3 separate regions of the Zea mays genome follow, and all the other regions are linked to region 1. A link is a contact called in public Hi-C data. All regions are on one chromosome and are shown on one strand. The core of a region is the stretch at or near the end of the contact, and the rest is flanking DNA. Distances in the headings are between cores, read along the strand shown.

The links. A called contact is a pair of places that touch in the nucleus more often than the background predicts.
Region 2: a Hi-C map of leaf shows a contact between it and region 1, with 2.2 times the contacts expected there. The contact joins the promoter of LOC103626411 here to the promoter of LOC103626409 in region 1. A contact is called at or near these places in 8 of 25 Hi-C or Micro-C datasets (bundle sheath, ear, endosperm and 3 more).
Region 3: a contact with region 1 is called in a Hi-C map of leaf, with 2.6 times the contacts expected there. The contact joins the promoter of LOC103626410 here to the promoter of LOC103626409 in region 1. A contact is called at or near these places in 10 of 25 Hi-C or Micro-C datasets (bundle sheath, ear, endosperm and 3 more).

Annotation. Positions count from the first base shown.
Region 1 is chr5:58,870,983-58,873,611 of Zm-B73-REFERENCE-NAM-5.0, forward strand. LOC103626409 (ARM repeat superfamily protein) reads right to left here and starts at 1,301. Exons shown (of 20, transcript XM_008646814.3): 1 at 703-1,301; 2 at 175-311; 3 at 1-59. The coding sequence starts at 276.
Region 2 is chr5:59,059,918-59,062,546 of Zm-B73-REFERENCE-NAM-5.0, forward strand. It overlaps LOC103626411 (putative disease resistance protein RGA3), which reads left to right and starts at 1,315. Exons shown (of 8, transcript XM_008646817.4): 1 at 1,315-1,771; 2 at 2,519-2,629. It overlaps LOC103626410 (anaphase-promoting complex subunit 2), which reads left to right. Exons shown (of 16, transcript XM_008646815.3): 16 at 1-62.
Region 3 is chr5:59,042,329-59,044,957 of Zm-B73-REFERENCE-NAM-5.0, forward strand. LOC103626410 (anaphase-promoting complex subunit 2) reads left to right here and starts at 1,299. Exons shown (of 16, transcript XM_008646815.3): 1 at 1,299-1,782; 2 at 2,209-2,298. The coding sequence starts at 1,600.

The sequences.
Region 1 (2,629 bases), core at 51-2,550:
GGGTTTTTCGAAGCGTACTCGCACAGCTTCCCAATCCTTCTCTCGTTAGGCTCTTCATCCTGCAACAACAGGAATAAACATGCTCATAGATAGATAAATAAATCAGCAACACAGTTCAAGTGTCAACATGCTCATATATTTGACAAAAGAAAAACGGATGTGGCATGTCCCGACCTGTGTTTTGGGAAAGATTTCAGCAAGGATCTTCTTGTACCGCTTCACGGGCATCCGGGACCGCGTTGTGAGCCCGGGGCAGAAATAGCAGAGTGATACCATCGTAATACTTGTACGTTAACAATTGAAGAACGTGTCTGTCAGTGCAAATGGCATCGGTGAGAAACTCTTCGTGATCCAGAATACAACAATGCAAAAACGAGTTGACCAAAGTGGGGGAAAGACTTCAAAAGGATTTCGAGTGAATCAGTAAGAACTGAACCAACAAACGATAATCAACATGAAAGCAGACAGACAGTGATTTAAAACTGAAGACAGCCGCACAAAGATGATACCAGAACTGAAACCATCCAGAAATTTGCAAAACTGATAACCAGTATTCGATGATCAATCAGCGTCGACGCAGCGAGGAACCAAAGCTGAGGACACGATCGAGCACCCGCAAACCACCCCAGCGATCCCTATCGTTAGCACACACCAGAATCGACACAACGGCGGGTGAAGAGTGGGATGGAGTGCGAGCGTTACATTTCTACGTGGCGCCTGCTGGCCTACGAGTTGGTCGGGTCGGACCGAGCTGCCGTGGCAACGGGGGTCAGGCGGGGCCGGGTCGGGGAATGCGGGACGCCTGCGTCCGCGCCGGTGGTCGTCCTCCGCAGCTCCGCTCCTCCGCCTCCGGCCGGGAGAGACGCGACGCACGCCGGGGTGGGGGGTGGAGGTGGGGCGGGCGGGGAGGGAGAGACGGAGAGAGGCACGCACGCGCGCACGCCCCCACGGTTATTCGCGACGCGGCTCTGCCCTCGGTGGCGCGGTGACAGCGGGGGTTGGGTGGGTGGTCGTGAGGGGAGGGGAGGGATGGTGGCGTCCCGCCGTTCGCTCGTGCGTGCGGCCGGGGTTCTAGGACCGCCGGGCGCGACTTCCGCATACTCGGCGGCGAGGCAGGCATCGGGCCCGCCCTTCCAGATTTAGGGAGGCAGGACAGGAACTCGTGCGTGTGCGTGTTTGCGCGCGCTAGCAGATTTGAGAGTTGAGACCGCCATAACCTCCTCCTCGCTCTTCCGTCGCCAGCAGCTTAGACCATACAACAATATACGGAGTAGAGTTAGAATACATATATGAAAATAGGTAATCTGTTGAAGATATCTTTACTTATCTTATCTCATCATATTATCATATCTCCTGTTTTAAACTTCATCATATGAACAGTACAATTAACAATACTATGTATTCATCAAAACTTCTACTGATATTGGTAGGGCCGGCTCTAGGTTTTGGAGGGCCCTAAGCCAATCTCGATATTTATATCTTTTGGAACAAATTGACCGTGCGGACGGTTCGCGCGCGCACAGAGTCAGTTAGGGTTCCGAGTTTCTTGCTACAGTTGTTAGCTAGATTCGTGGAATTAACTCGGAAGATTTATTTGTAACGGGTCCAGCACCCTTCTTTATAAATATAGAGGAATACGTCCGATTAAACATCAACAATCGAATCAATAATCAGTTTATCTCTCGTTTTTATCTTAGGCATTATGAGTGGTTCTAGTTTAGCTTCTCAATCCCCAAATTCTCTGCTTCTCTTCGGCTCTACGTCGATTAGAGGTGTCTAGGTCGGTCTGCTGACCCTAGACAACACCTAAGATCTCTCCTCTCCGACGGGGTCCCTCCCGAGAGTGAGGTTCAGGCGCCGTCGGCGAACTCCGCCACCCCTGCGCACGTGCGGACCGTCCGGCCTATAGACGCGAACCGTCCGGCCCATCAGGTAGGAAACCCGAGCCCTGCGCCAGGTCGCGGATCGTTCGGCCCCTGGCCGCGGACCGTCTGCGCCTGTGCAGAGAGCACCGCCGCTGGTTTTCAACGTAGTGATTGGCGTCCGGATCGGCGCCAACACACTTTTTGGTGACTCCGTTGGGGACATCACATATAGACCTATCAGATCGGCCCTCAGTGGCCGGTTCGAGGGATAACTCTGACATCTCCCCCGGTAATATCATAGAGCCGACTTAGGAAACCTTGTCGGCTGACGAACAGCTCCAGTTCGAGGAGCACAAGGAGCAGCTGATCCCAGAAGAAAAGGCGAAGTTCCTAGCCAACTTCAAGGTGGACAAGAACAACAAGGTCGTTCGGCAACGGGCGACTGATCTGGCTTCGCTCCAACCCATAATGGATATTCCCAATGTAAGTAACACCAATGAGCTCCAATCTCTAAAAGCTTACATAGATGAACAGTGAGAGCAAATGCAACATATCGTAGGAGCTATACAAAAGGATTATAAAAGGCTAGTACGTGCATTTGATAAATCCATTGTTGCAAATTTTCCTTCACACGTGGTTGAATTGGGAGAAAACACGTGTAATTCATTAGCTACAGGTTATCACGACCAGTCACAACCCCTATATGGGATGCCGATAGACACGTACCCTAAGCAACCACAACCTCCGACGCACATCGACAATAA
Region 2 (2,629 bases), core at 65-2,564, 190 kb after region 1:
CAATGACTATGAAGGTGTTACTATGGAGGTATTTGAGATGGCTCTAGGTTCTAGATCCAGTATGGAGCTGTAGTTTATGTCAGTTTATTTAAATAGTTTTAAAGTATTTATAATCTAAATAATAAATAAAATAATTTAACTAAATGTTTTTTAAAGTCTTATAACTCTAGATTCACGATTTTCTGAAGCATCTGATTTGTTATACCAACTCTATCAATTTTTTTGAGCTAAAATTGTCCCAAACAAGATCTATATACACAATTTGCTAGAGGCAGATGCTGACGTCAGGCTACGACTCCCTCTCCCCTCTTCCACGTGTACGAACGGGGATGAGCCGTCCAACGACGTCATCTCCCTAAGTCCCTTTCCATGGAATATTAGGTGAGAGAAAAATCTCATCGGATGTAGGAGATGTAATCTCTCATTTGTTAATGACTGTGATTATTTACGAAATTAATCTATTCTAAACTTCTTAACCAGAAAACAATGCGTATTGCAATAGCACAAATACGAATATCGTACATTTTTTAACTCCAAAAATTTATTGTATATGAGTTAAATAGCTTAGTTAAAACATAAAGGGAAGCCAAATAGTGGAAATGATTGGATAAGATAAATAGGGAGAGTAATAAAAGAGGGGATGTATTTAAAAATAAATAGAAAGTATGAATAGAGGGAAATGAGAGTAGGAATGGTTGGAATCAACCTTGTAGCACTTAGCATTCACTATCGCAAGTTATTATTGCTATTGTTACACCCCTATCCAATACGTGAATAGTTATGTGACGATGTGGATAGTTTCAATAATAATAAAAATGCTAAGGTAGTGATTTGGACCATGATAAAGAATGATAGGGTGATTAATGATATTATTTTTAACTGTATGAGAACTAGTTGACATCATAAAATATAAGACAGTCTACAACAGTTTACTCATATGATCATAAAAAACTGGTTTGCACTGTAGATTATACTGTTTACATAGTAAAGTTTAAATATATGGATGATGATGGTTAAGCTACTAGAGATAACCTAATAATACACTTTGTGATCTGCTATGCAACTAATTTATTATAAAGATGTGAAATGAGAATCGTATCTTTATAAAACATCTTTATAAAACAGAGAGTGAAGGTCCACACCAAATAACACTTCCTTTCCTTATCATTAGAAAAATAGATTTGAATTAAAAAAACAGCATATTTAGTGTAAAAACTATTAGCACACTAATATACTAACACCAAGTCTTGTCCATCAGATTCACTATCTACGATTGAGTTAAATCCCACGCACATCCTATCATACGAAGACTTAGTTCTTTAGAAAATAGTTTAGGAGGAGATGATATTGCACTAAGTCATAGATGCTGAATTTGATGAACAAGATTCAATGTTACTGTATTAACACCTTAATTATTTTTACACTATGTTGTCTTTATAGAAAACTACTGTAACGCGCATCCTGGAATCTTAATCCAGATATGGGAAACCGTTGTTTAGCCCACTTTCCAGTACATTTTGCGGGCTGCAGGCCCACGCACGCGCCACTCGGGGCCCAACGAAACTGGCGCCGCGACGAATCCTCTCGCCGGCTGCACCATGGCCGGGAAGAGCGAGGGACGCTCCCGTGGTCGAGGGTTGGGATACCGATGACTCTGTGTGTGTGCGCGCGCGCGCCCCAAGTCCAGTCCAAACATCCATCGGTAGGGATGGGACTGCCTAGTCGAGGAGAAGCTTCGCTGGCGCCGCGCCGCCCCGCATTCGTCGACGAGGTCCGTTCCTGCTCAGGTTTATCCCACTCCGCGTTCATCTCTTCCGTGTAACAATAGAGGGATCGAACAAAATGCAAGTGACGGGAAACCGAGCAAACCAGTGATTCTCCTGGAGGGAAGCATGCAACGGGGCCGCCAGGCCGGATGCTGCGTTTTTGTTTGTAGCTCGCAGACTTCGATCTGCTTGATTTCACTGACGTGCTCATCGCAGAGGCATTTTCGACTGTTTCCACGCGGTTGGCGATTAGCTTTGACTCCACTCAGCTGTAACAGTCCAGCGAAATTTCCGTCTCGTCATCTTTCCTAGATGCCTAGGCACGAGACAGGAGTCACAGGAGTCCACATCTGTCTTCCACTATGCTCTGTCGTTCTTCTCTCCTATACTTTCTTACACCTCTTTCCTGCTAGCTACTAGGGACCTTTGTCCTTTTGCTTCAGTGATAAGTAAGGAACAATCTGTGGGTGGATAACAAAGCTTGACCTGACTCAGAGACTCGGAATCTTTGGCTCTTGCCCCCGCGTCTTCTGGGAAAAGACGCTAAAGGTAACCAGCATGAACTAATAACTGGGAAACTGCATTATGCACACGAAATTAAGCACCAGTGTAATGAGTGATCAGTTAATCAGAAATTTGTTTTTTTATTTGTAATTTGGGTTGTATGCACTGCAATTCATTGCAGTGGATAAGATGGTTGGGAATTGCAGATATTCATGCTAAATCACTGTTTAAACGATTTTCATTCACAGTTCGACAGGCCCAGTGCTGCCGGCTCCCATATGAGTGGGGTAGTAACCGAGCCAAGACTTAATTCCGTGGTACATTCTACATAGAGGCTTCATCGAACTCAGGACCTTTGG
Region 3 (2,629 bases), core at 49-2,548, 170 kb after region 1:
AAGTTTTCTCCCATGGCAAAGGCATACGATGTGAAGATATAATCCGAAGATGATAAGAATGGACGTCGAAGCTATAACCGAAGAGTAATAGCTTCGACTTATAATGGTGATGAAGACCAAACATGATGATGATCGGAAGGGAAAAAGACCAGCTAGTCCTTAATAATTTATGTTACGATCACAAGTAAATGTCAAGGACATAAATGTACTTTTACCCGGACTGCGTCCCGTGCCTATAAATAGATGAGCAGTAGCGCCGTACTGTTCACGCTAGATTGTCATCACTCTCGCGTCAACACCTTCGAACAAGCTGAATGTATCAATGTAATATAGACTTTGTTAATATTCATATGTATATTATGAAATATAAATGTGAACGAACCAATGAATTATATTCTTCATCTTTACATATTCTTATTTATCCATGAAATGATGAAGACATGTCATTCATGACCTTCGTCCGATGATCATTATATCATAGAGGAGGTAATGATTCGGAGGACGAATGTCCTTAATGCTTAACAATTGTGTTGCCTTGTTCTTGATTCACAACATTTGAGAACAAGTGACCAATAGAAAGTAAATTGGTTCAATTGGAATGAGTTCGGGGGCTCTCAATCGGTCATACCCCTTCATATATATAAGGGAGGTCTAGACCCGTTCCTAGCGCGATAGCCAATAGACCTCACATGATTAGATGGATAACCATGCACGAGATAATGATAATCGTCCGAGTCAATCTGATCACGAGGGCATGGACCATCCGAACCCTAGGGCCGGACCGTACGTCACTTTTGGTGTTCAACAGTAGTATATTTGAGTCACTTCATAATATGCTCTATATTTTTTATAAAAATTGTAAAATAGATACCTTTACGACTAGTTTGGGAGCTCAATTTTTTTCCTAATGATTCCTATTTTCCTAGGAAAAAATGAACTAATTTCTCAAGGGAAAATAAAATTTCCTTAGGATAACAAGATTTTCAAACTAACCCTTAAGGCTTTGTTTGGGTACTCTAGTATTGATCTCAATCCACATGTGTTGAGGTGGATTAGAGTGTAAATTAGTTTAAGTTACACCTCAATACATGTAGATTGAGGTCAATACTAGAGTATCCAAATTAGATCTAAAGTTATTTTATGGGTCAAGGCTTTATTTTAAGATAGTACATTGTTTTAAAGCAATGTTGGTCATGCTCTTAAGATTTTTTGACTGACGTGGCGCTCGAACTAGTCTATTGCTGTTGCTGCAGCGGCTCGGGTCAAGAGAGAGAGGAGTCCGTGGGCCGTTGCTCAACCCACGCGTCTTTCTAGCTCAAATGGGCAAGTAGGCCTGGATGAACCTAAAATGAGCCCACATCACAAAATTTCCCCTCGCTCCTAGCACTCGAGCACTCAACTGTCGCACCATCGGGACGCCGCGGCGGCGGCCAGCACGTTCGAGGCTGCGGCGGCAAGGTGGGCTGTCGTGCGAGGTCAGCGAGGACAGGTCGTCTGGGAGCACCTGAGGCTGTGCGAGGTGCCGGCAGGCTATGACATTTCTAGAGTAAGTAATACTCTGGGGGCATCTCCCGCTCGCTTAGCTGTGCCCGCCAGGCCATGGAGCGTGAGGACGCCGACGGCGCTCTCGATTCGTGGGCTCAATTCTGCACTCTTTCCAACGAGCTTCTCGCCGGAGACGGTGATCTCGCCGTCGGCCCACGCCTAGCTCCCGTCGTTGGTGACCTCTGCACACGCGGCCTCGCCACGCTCGTCCGCGACTACTTCCTCCACTCCCTCGAGGTCCATACCGTTCCCTCTCCTCCCCGTCCCCTATTACTCTCTCTCGCGCGCGATCGAGCACGCACAACTGCTGACGGGCTGGTTTTCTATTCCTGTATTCGGGTGGAGATTTGGGCGGTGGATCGATGATAGTTTCATGGTGTGAAGGTACGCCTTTGCTGCATACTAGGTGTTTGTGAGAATGCCTGCACCAAATGGCTGGGGGCCATACGCGAGGATGGAATTGGGATCCTGTCTTAAGCTCGGGTGTTTATGGAAATGGCGCCCAAATGAAATCTCAGTGCTGGACTGTAGGATTTACAAATGCCGCGCTCAGCATTCTTTTCAAGTTCTTAACTTTCATTTCATCGCTAAAATGTTCCTCATGTTTTCAATTTTTTTCTATTTTATTCGATTTCTGTTGTCAACCTGTCCTTGTTGGTGCAGGAAACATTTCGAAACCATGCAGTCAAGAAGTTCTGGCAGCACTTTCATCCTTATTGCAGTGCCTCAACCGTAGACAGAATTAAGTTCTGTGTAAGTTATGGAAAACCTAATCTCCTTTATTTTGAAATGTTTAGAATGGAAATTTCAGCTTTATAAAGAGAGGGTGTCTTGTTTCCTACTTATTTTCTCCTATAAGTATGTGCTACCAATGATTTCAAGTCGGGCGACTTGCTAGTCGATACACCTAGGCGACCAGGTGACTAATCACGATTAGGACGACGACTAGGTCGACTAATCGGGTCCTAGTCGACCTGGTCGTCCCTACAGCGCTCCTGCATATTTGCAGGACCTATGTATATAATATTGATATATATAGCAATCTAGCATATAGGAGGCAATACCAAACATAAGTACATAACAA